Regions from separate parts of the Zea mays genome. Here region 2 is linked to region 1. The links are chromatin contacts, called in public Hi-C maps. All regions are on one chromosome and are shown on one strand. The core of a region is the stretch at or near the end of the contact, and the rest is flanking DNA. Distances in the headings are between cores, read along the strand shown.

Region 1 (5,433 bases), core at 924-3,423:
CTATCTCACTTGATTCCCCATTGTTCATGGTCCTATCAGATTCTGTTATCATACCATTTTCAGCTCCATTCGGAGAGGAACTTGGTATGCCAGTGTGCTGCATGGTCTTGTGATTTGTCAGGATGTTACCATTCCCATTTAGAGAGTGATTTTGGACAGCCAATCTCTCTGAACGAGTAACATACTGTTTCCATCTTGAGACCATTGCAGACGTCCTAGAAACACCTTCTTTGCTGTAGAGATAAATGGGCTTCTTTGCGCCATCTGACACAAGAGCTGCAAATTGCTGAACCTGTTCAGCTGATGGTGCAGTTCCAATCTCAACTGGCATATTCACCACCTCTATCTTCCCAGATGAGACAGCTTCCTGAACTGCTGAAAGGTACAAATCATCTTTAACATCTTCTTCCCGGAGATCAACAATAGTTTTGAATCCCTTTCCAAGTAGCCATGCCAGTCCCTCCTCACTGACTTGTCCTCCCCTCCAAAATGCAACCTCTAGCTCATCCATTCCTGAATCATCTGACACAATCGAAAGGTACACTGGAAACCAATTTGCAAACAATGTCGGACATGGATAACCATCAGCCCTCGGGAAACCTGCATCATAACAAGTGTTCTTTAATCTCTGCAGCTTCCTCCATATGTCCAACCCCCTAGGTTCACTTGGCACAAGGTAGCTTGCAAGCGCCACCTGCATACTCTCACAGCAACGCTTCATGTCTCCACGGAACAAGGCGAGCGGTGGGATCCTATCAGCAGTGCTGTCCTCAGATCCCTGGAAGGCACTTGCAACACCTGATCTCCCTGAGAGCACCTCATTCCTTCCCCGGTTCAGCAACGCCAGCATGCAGCCAAGGACGGCAGCAACCTTGTCTTCCAGCACCGGCAGATCCTCTGATTCAACATCATAGCGTACAGGGCACTCTCCTGTCTCTGGATCACAGAGTGCTGACATGACTGCAGTATGGAGCTGCTCGGCAGCACGGAATATGCGGCAGTAGGCCTCAATCTCTGCGATGTCACCTGGCACCGGACCGATCCACAACAACTGGGAGAGGTCCCTTGTGTGAAAATTCTACAAAAAACCATTTGATCCATCAAATACAGCATCATCGTCTCAATCATGACAAATGGAAGTAGGAACATATTCAATACAAAATTGACATGGAGCTATCGATGCAAGCGAACAACAAAGCAAATACAAGCTCCTGTCTAGCATCATATCGCACTGCAGGACAAAACTTCCCCCAAGAATCAGGATAAACTACTTGATGAGCAAGTACAGGACAACAGCCATATTTCCTACAGAACTACGACAGCTACTAATGAATGGTGTCGAATTAGAGGCTGCCAAAACCCCAGAAGCGCGTTCGGAGCTGCTGCCTAACAGTTCGACGAATTGCTCCTTGCTCCCCAACTGTGCGGCCAAACGGTCAAAAACGGGGAAGGAGGCCAACCAACCTGAGAATCGAGCCCGATCCGGGAACCGAAGGATGAGGCCCGCGCGGAGACGCCATGGCGCACCGCCCCAACCGCCGCCGATCGCCACAACCACCTGCCGGCGACTCGCACCCCAGCGACAGACGCAACCGGGAGCTTGGCGGGCCCGTGGGGCGCGCAGAAGTCGAGCATCAAGCCAAGCGCGGCGTGCTCACGCGGCGCCGGCGGCGGGGAGGAGGGGTCAGGGCCAAGAAAGACCGGAGCTTTGCGCGGGGGCAGCTACGAGCTTTCCTCAAGGAAGCGCGGCGGCGTCGCTGTCGAGGAGTATGTTGTCCCGGTGAGCGCCCCGATGGCATCCACAGGAAGGGGAAGCGAGGGCCTAGAGATCAGAATTGACTGGATTGTCACAGTTGGTTCGTGAAAAAAGCCGTGGCGTTTGAGGGAGGAGCAATGGCATGTCGAAAACAAGGGGTGAAATGGAAAACACAATAAACACGGTACACGAAAAAGGTTCGGAAACAAATATGGCTGGAAAAAGGGGAGACGGAGAAAAGAGGTGAAAATGGAACCATGAGATCTTCTTTTTCTGAAATTGACGTTCTTGGACGGTTGCTAAACGGATGAGGTTTGAGTCATGTCAATACTAATTGTGGACTGTTGGGGGTCTTTTTCTATATCGAAGATCCTTAAGGAGAAATTATTTGTATGCAATAATACTAAATACTGAATCTACAATAAACATGTGTAAAGCGCCAAAGAATGCAACTTCCGTATAAGGTGGTTACGAAGGTCAAAACACGATGTTGAGCCGAAAAGGAAAAGACTAGTTAATCTCTGATGTTTTATATTAGAATTTTGTGTATATATCAGGGTCATAAACGTACTTTTGCTTGGACTGCGTCCCTTACTATAAATAGATGAACAGTATCTCATATTGTTCACGTCAGAATTAAGATTGCTTCTCATTTTCTCCTTAGAGCAAGCCGAATCTATCAATGTAATAAACATATATATAAATATACATATCTTATATCACTTTGATAATATACGATATAAAACTTCAATGTTATTTAATGTTTAATGTGATATAAATAATTATTATAAGGTTACATTTGAAAATACATTTTTGTATTTGTGAATGATGAAGACTTGTTCTTCGTAACCTTCGTTCGAGAATCATCAAACCCAAAAGGATTTGATGCTTCGAAGGACAAAGGTCTTTTTTATATAATATTTATATTGCCTTGTTTTATTATTTAGCAATCATAAACAAGAGACCAGCATTGTTGTCCACCTCCACTGAACTCACTTCAACGACCACGACAATGGCTTCGCAAGGTGATCAAGCTGCGTCAACTTCGGCCACGAAGCTAGTGTTCCCAATCACAGGTGGTTCAAGCTCCGAACCAGCCAATAAGAAGCAAAAGAAGGAAGCACAGATAATAGTACAACATGTTGGAGTACAAGTGAAAGGGAAATGTGTCCTTGGGCCATTTCTAAGTGTTTTGGTGATTTAGTGTCCAACACAAGTGCCTAAATGTCAAATGGTGGACAAAGTACAAATCAAGTATAAAGGTATGTTTCTCAGACTTAGTACATTATTTTAGAGACTAATGCATTGTGTCTAAGTGCTGGAAACAGGAGAAATCGAATTGGAGAAGAGATGGCCTTGTTCAGCCAAAGCCAGCTCTGTCTGGGTGCACCGGACAGTGTCCGGTGCGCCAGACTGGCTCAGGCGAACTTGCTGCTCTCGGGAAGAAATTAACGGCGTACGACTATAATTTACCGGACTGTCCGGTGTGCACCGGACAGTGTCCGGTGAGCCAACGGTCGCCGGGCCAACGGTCGCCGGGCCAACGGTCGGCCGCTTAATCCGGGCGCGACGCGTGGCCGAGCCAACGGCTAGAAGGGGGCACCGGACTGTCTGGTGTGCACCAGACAGTGTCCGGTGCGCCAACGGCTCCAAGGCGCCAACGGTCGGCTTCGCCAAATAAGGAAAGAGATTCGCACCGGACAGTGTCCGGTGGTGCACCGGACTGTCCGGTGCGCCAGGCGACAGAAGGCAAGAATTGCCTTCCCAGATTGCTCTCAACGGCTCCTAGCTGCCTTGGGGCTATAAAAGGGACCCCTAGGCGCATGGAGGAGATACACCAAGCATTCCTAAGTACTAAGACATCAATTCCGCGATCTTGATTCCTTGCGATAACAATTAGAGCTCTAGTTGAGTTGTGAACTCATTGAGTCCTGTTGTGAGCTCTTGTTGCGACTTGTGTGAGTGGTGTTGTTGTGATTTCTTGTCTTGAGTGTGTTGCTCATCCCTCCCTTACTCTGTGCTTCTTTGTGAATTTCAAGTGTAAGGGCGAGAGGCTCCAAAGTGTGGAGATTCCTCGCAAACGGGATATAGTAAAGCAAGCAAAACACCGTGGTATTCAAGTGAGTCTTTGGACCGCTTGAGAGGGGTTGCTTGCAACCCTCGTCCGTCGGGACGCCACAACGTGGAGTAGGCAAGCGTTGGTCTTGGCCGAACCACGGGATAAACCACTGTGCCATCTCTGTGATTGATCTCTTGTGGTTATTGTGTTTTGTTGAGACTCCTCTCTAGCCACTTGGCATTATTGTACTAACGCCTAATCAAGTTTTTGTGGATTAAGTTTCAAGTTTCACAGGATCACCTATTCACCCCCCGTCTAGGTGCTCTCAATTGGTATCGGAGCCGTTCTCTTCAAGAAAGGGACTAATCGCCCGAAGAGATGGATTCTAAGGGAAAGGGGATTGTGATCAACGATAAGGAGAAGGAGTCCTTCGTCAACGAGCCGAAGGATGACAAGCCTACCGACTCAGGCTCGGGCCACAAACGCAAAGATGGGAAGAAGAAGAAGACAAGACGCATCAAGGAGATCGTCTACTACGACGACAGCGATGAGTCCACCTCTTCCCAAAAGGACAACGACGACAACGACTACGACAAAAGAAAGACGGTTAATTCGAACTTTTCTTTCGATTACTCTCGTATTCCGCATAGCTCAAATGCACATTTGCTTTCCATCCCTCTTGGCAAACCTCCACACTTTGATGGGGAGGACTACGGATTTTGGAGTCACAAGATGCGTAGTCACCTGTTCTCTCTCCATCCAAGTATATGGGAGATTGTTGAGAATGGAATGAAATTTGATAGCTCGGATAGTCCTATATTTATTAATGAACAGATTCATAAAAATGCACAAGCTACTACTGTGTTGTTAGCCTCTTTGTGCAGGGACGAGTACCATAAGGTGAGCGGCTTGGACAATGCCAAGCAGATCTGGGACACCCTCAAGATCTCTCATGAGGGGAACGACGTCACCTTACTCACCAAGATGGAGTTGGTAGAGGGCGAGCTCGGGAGATTTGCAATGATAAGGGGCGAGGAGCCAACCCAAACATACAACCGGCTCAAGACCCTCATCAACAAAATAAGGAGCTACGGAAGCACGCGATGGACGGACCACGACGTCGTTCGCCTAATGCTAAGGTCCTTTACTGTACTTGATCCACATCTGGTGAACAATATTCGTGAAAATCCTAGGTACACCAAGATGTCGCCCGAAGAAGTTCTTGGGAAGTTCGTGAGCGGGCGAATGATGATCAAGGAGGCGAGATACGTGGACGATGCATTGAATGGTCAAATCAATGAGCCTCAACCCTTTGCTCTTAAAGCAACAAGAAGCAAGGAAGCGCTACCTAGCAAGGTGGCACAAGTTGAGGCGGCAGGGCTAAATGATGAAGAGATGGCTCTCATCATCAAGCGCTTCAAGATGGCGCTAAAGGGTCACAAGGGACAGCCAAGCAAGACCAAGACAAAGGGGAAGCGCTCATGCTTCAAGTGTGGTAAGATTGGTCATTTTATTGCTAACTGCCCCGATAATGATAGTGACCAGGAACAGGGGAACAAGAGGGAGAAGAAGAAGGCATACAAAAAGGCTAAGGGCGAGGCACACATTGGCAAGGAGT
Region 2 (5,433 bases), core at 876-3,375, 350 kb before region 1:
ACAAATAGACAGTGTTTTCACACAATGAAACTATCATATAGGACAGAGTGGACGTCTCCTAAGAGGAAGCGACATCTACAATTGTCGCCATCTAGGATTTCGCCCTGACCACAACCATCCTAGCTTTGTCGGCCAAAATAGAGCACCTGATAGCACGATCATAGCAGAGGGGAGGCAGAGAAACCAATGATTCACATCTAGTCGAGTTGGACCATCGTCGGCAAACCATCAGTCATAATAGCAACGACGAGGATGACAACTCTTGAGCCTCCAAGTCGCCACAGCCCATGCAACCACATGTTGCTACTCCACTATAGATCACACAGCCATTGCGCCCTCCATAGCATGTGCGGCCCCTATGCTGTTGTGCCACTGCCACCTGCTCACTTTCACTACCCACGGCCTCATTGCCACCATTGCCCATGTGTGGGTTTCGTGTCTTCGCCATGCCAACTTCGCACCGCCACCACGTGCTCTCAATCACCTCTGTGTTGGTGTTGTTCCTGGCCTCGCCGCACCATTGCCACGCCACCGCAGCACACGCACTGCCTACCGCCTCCACCACTCACGCACACCCACCACAAATCATGCACGGCCTTCACATCATGGTCGCACGATCGTTGCACACACATGGCCTTCGTGCAGGCACTGCGCTCGCACGACATTCTAGTCGTCGATGTGCATGCGTGGCCTCCCGCCGCCTCCACGCAACTGCCACCACACCTGAGTCAGCCACAAGCTCCTCTAGGACCGCCTCTTCACGGTCGTCACTCGAAAGCACATCTCCGACAAACGATTCCGATCTGAGTTGAACAGATCTGGTTGTTAGACTCTAGACCGTCGTCCCCCGGTGTGAATCCATCATGTTGCGCTCTCGTCATCGACATCAGCAAGTGCAAACTAAACTATTGTGCAAATCCTCGCGCAAGTCACCGCAGAGGTTGTCACGCCGCGCTCACCTTACCCGTGCCGCCACCAAAGCATAACACGCCTATGCCGCCACCTAGTGCCATGGAACATGACCACGTTCCCCAAGCTAGATAATTAACTCTTTGCCATCCTTACGGATGTCAACTCTCCAAATGCCAGTTTTAGATTGTCCATAACACATTGCCAACGAATTTTGAAATACGCCACAGTTTTGCCACTTTCGCCTATGTGACTCAACACACCCGCGCACCACGTCCTTTCCAGCATGGATTACCAGGGGAAAAGTCTCTTACCCTAGCTTGACATAGCGCTCCCGAGTGCAAGTGCACCGGGCTATCGTCGGGGCTCTCGGACAGAGATAGTGTCGACGCCGGCGAGATCGTCGTGCACCAAACTGGGAACTCGTCGAGGATGACTGACACGGCATCCAGAACATACAGGGTCCTAACTTGAAGATTAACACCCCTAAGCTAAGTAGAGGAGAGTCAAGCGAGGTTAGGGGTGGTAATGGATCGCGATCCAAATGTTTCTTCATAAATTATTGGGGCCCTAAAAATATTTTAGTTCAAAAATTAATAGAAATAGAGTCCAATCTTACTATCCTTAAATTTTATAGTGCAAAATTTAAAGCTCATTGTCAGTGGAGCAAAGGAGACTTTTCCGTGCTAATCCACGCTGGCGTCCACAACGAAGGATCGGATCGAGGACTACCGGATCCGGCGTCACCGGATCTGCCACCACCGGGCCGAACCACGAGAGCACCCGCCACTCAAAAGTCAGCCACCACCGACGTCGCTACCATGGTGACAAGCCTGATGGCGAGCGTGGGGAGAGAGCCCGTGGGAAAGAGGCCCCGCCGCCACCTTCATTGCCGCCAGGCGGACCTCCGCCAGCGAGCTCGGACGGCGGCGAGGGGAGGGAGATGAGGAGCGAGAGGGTTGGTGGCGGCGTTGCGGGAACCGCCCGTGCCGTCCCTCACGACGACGCGGGGGGCTGTAGAATGAATTATTGATTGGCTACCAACTCATATTATGCGTCGAGAAGATCTACTACTAACCTGGACAGATTAAGCATGCCTGCGCCGGATCGGAGGGTTATCTTCCCCAGCTGGATGAAGATGGAAGGGCGAAGGCCGCAGTGTCTCACTGGGTTTCCATCGAAACCGTTGACCCGAAGATTAAGCATGCCGGAACTGGATCGGAGGGATATCTTTCCGAGCTGTATGGAGGCGGCGTATGAATATGATGGCCCAGCAGGCAAGTAGGCTCCACTAGAATAAAGATGCCTTGTAGTGGTTTGACCAACACCAGTACAAAATGGATTTAAGAGGTCTGTATTTTTTTTACTGGAAAATTTTGTTCGGTGGATCGTGAGGATAAGAAAATATAGCTAAGGGTTTGTTTGGAAGAAGATTGAAGGGCTCAGAGCAACTCTAAAAGGATGTTAAGAATTTTATCCCAAAAACTGATTATTAAAAGTAGGCTAAAAAGTTTTAAGAGTGAATTATGATGGGTACTCTAACAGTTTATCTAAATATAACATGTAGCGGAATCTATACAGTCATCGGGAGGTTATGGATGATCCGATACGTTGAAGAATGGATTGGGAAGAGAGAATACACCAAAATATGAGTGAGAGGAGGCTGCGGATGTAGGACGCGAATTTTTTTGGAAGAACGAGGGAGTTGTTTGACCAAGAAAAACCTTAGTTTACACGTTCTTTTGAAGTTGCTGTTAAAGGGCTAATTCTCTTGCTAATCTACTCTATTTGCTCTCAAACAAGCCAAAAGAACTCCGTTAATCCCATTGAGAGATGCAACTTTAACTGCAAAGAGCATTCTCAGACACATTTGGAGTTAACGGTGTGAATGCAGTCCTCCACCATTAGCCCTAGAAGAGGAAGGCATCACGTGAACGTGCGACGAACATCTCGCGCGACACGTAGATCGTGTAAAACAGATGATTTATACAGTAGATTACATTGTAAAATTTAAAATAGAAATAAGATAGCTAGAGACAGGCAGATTTGCACCTCATAACTGACAACGACCACGCGAGGGCAAGCAACTCATCTAGAGCCGGCACACGAGGGACACGTGGAAGGCTAGCGCATGGGTGGCTACATGCTAGCGGGTTGATGTCCACGTCATTCATGGCCAGCAGTGACCTGATCGGAAACCACTTGTTTTCGGTAAAATTTCTCGTTACCTTTAACTAGACGAGAATGGTTTTCCGAGACAGTTTATAAAAAGTTTTAAAAAAATCGCTCGAAATTCAAAAAATGAGAAATATAAAAATCAAAAGAAAAAATACGGTAAAACATACATGTTTTTCTTAGTAACCTGATATATCTCATATTTAGGTTTTATTTTGTAAAATATAATCAATATTTTTTATAGAAACAACAAATTCCATCGAAAACATGGTCATGGCCTTCACCAAACCCGGCGGCCTGGCCACGACGGTGACTGCACGCCCCACGGCTGAGGTCCGCCGACGCGGTCCATGCCCAAGTCGCCCGACGCCCTAATTCAACCGCAGGTAGGTGCTACGTGAACCGCAGAATATGGTGAATATGAAAGGGTGGTTCTCACCGACGACAGAGGCACGGACGACGCTGCCCACGCGCGCGGGTCGATCCGCTGTGGGTATGCTACTCCGGCGAGCAATTCAGTCGAAGCAAGGGGGGCCCAATCCGCCCAACGACGCCACAGAAGCCTCCGCTAGTATAGGGTGAGTCACCCATACCCCTCACAGGACCCCGAATGGTGGTAAATACAACCGGCCATAACAGTGGCGAGCTCCATCCTTTTTGCGACTCGGTAATGGTGGCTCACAGTGTGGTTCTCTGCGAGACCCGGCCCTCGGCGTGCGCGTCACGCGAGCGGGTCCCAAGGAGACGATGCACACACTTTATAGCCCGAGGGATGCCTGCGAACCGAGGCTCGTGCGATTCAGTTGGAGATCGAGTCCGTGCCGAGAAGGGAACAGGCATGGCGAGCTCCCAGGCGCCATCCGCGACGAGGAGTTCGGCCCCGGCTCGACAACCCTGGGAAGAAGGAAGACCCGACTTGACTAGTTGGGTCCACACGCCAATGGGTGGAGGGGAACGCGGTCACAGCGCCCCGGCTTGCATGCGCACACGGCATCGTTTGACGAACGGGCCTGCATCACCAGCGAGAGCGAGTGAGGAGCAGCCAACAGACGGGATGACCCCACATATTGGCCCGGATGTAGGGCTGGAGTTAGATGATGGGCCGGGAGGTGGAAAAAGGGGCAGGTCTGCTGGGCCGGATGAGGGTTTCAGCCCAGAGAGCACCTGACTCCATTTTTACATTTTTTCAATTTATTTTCATATTTCTATTTTGAATACACAATTAAATCTGAATTCAAAATTCAAGTTCATATGCACAAGTACAACAAAACTCCAGCATGTGATGTAATTATTGTTTTACCAATTATCTTCCCTATTATTTGTGAAATTATTTCAAATATGCAATGCACACATGAAATGTTTATTTTTAAGAAAATATTGTTTTAAGTATTAAAGTTAAAATTTCATTTAGAGGTGAATATTCATTACTTGATTATTTTAGGAGAGAGCAATGTATATTTGCTTTCTATCATGAGTTACTTTAACACGCAAAAAAATATTTTATATATAGCCTTAGAAGGGTGGTAATCCATTCCAATAAATTGAAGCTATTCTCATTGTTTCTTGAAATTTACAAACTGAATTCCTATTTTATTTTAACTAATATTGTTTTAATGTTCCTACTTATTTTTAGAAAAGGGTGGTTTCCAAAGTATAAGTATTACTAAGGGACACTTTAATTTGATTATTTTTGGAAAAATCTTACTAAACCCAAAATCGGATTTTGGGTGTTACAAATTCTACCCCCCTTAACAGAAATCTCATCCTCGAGATTTGTAAGAAAAGGGATACAAAAGGATTGGTTTGTAATTCAGCTTAGTCTATAATTGGTTCAAAAATCCAGAGTCTCATTTTTTCATTTTTTTTATAGACAATAGTGGGTGATTAGGAGAGCATAGGTATCCAGCTACTTATTATGTAAGTTATAAGCTTGGACAAGTTGAGGTAAGAAATATTATGGCAAGGAAAAGACTTTATCCGAAATGTTTAAGTCTTGATTCATCTCGGGATTCGCTTTGACTGTTATATCCTTCCTTGTCGATGTTGATCTTTTCATATCCGGTCTTGGTCACATTGATTCGAGGTTAGTGTATATCATCGGGGTTGGGGAATATGGTTAAGATGGATATGGATGAGATAAACTACATGATATGGGTCAAAAGTTTGTTTGATGTTAGATGGGTATAGACAGATTATGCAATCTATCATGACTCTATTGGTTGGGTTAGCTCTTCTACTCACGGTTGAGTTGGTTTAATGCACTATCCTCGAGATTTGTAAGAAAAGGGATACAAAAGGATTGGTTTGTAATTCAGCTTAGTCTATAATTGGTTCAAAAATCCAGAGTCT

The links. A called contact is a pair of places that touch in the nucleus more often than the background predicts.
Region 2: a Hi-C map of endosperm shows a contact between it and region 1, with 2.2 times the contacts expected there. The contact joins the promoter of LOC100273808 here to the promoter of LOC103654587 in region 1. A contact is called at or near these places in 2 of 25 Hi-C or Micro-C datasets (bundle sheath and endosperm).

Annotation. Positions count from the first base shown.
Region 1 is chr4:215,482,459-215,487,891 of Zm-B73-REFERENCE-NAM-5.0, reverse strand. LOC103654587 (probable NAD kinase 2, chloroplastic) reads right to left here and starts at 2,173. Exons shown (of 8, transcript XM_008681429.3): 1 at 1,465-2,173; 2 at 1-1,078. The coding sequence starts at 1,635.
Region 2 is chr4:215,835,423-215,840,855 of Zm-B73-REFERENCE-NAM-5.0, reverse strand. It overlaps LOC100273808 (putative protein kinase superfamily protein), which reads right to left and starts at 2,125. Exons shown (of 7, transcript NM_001148209.2): 1 at 1,988-2,125.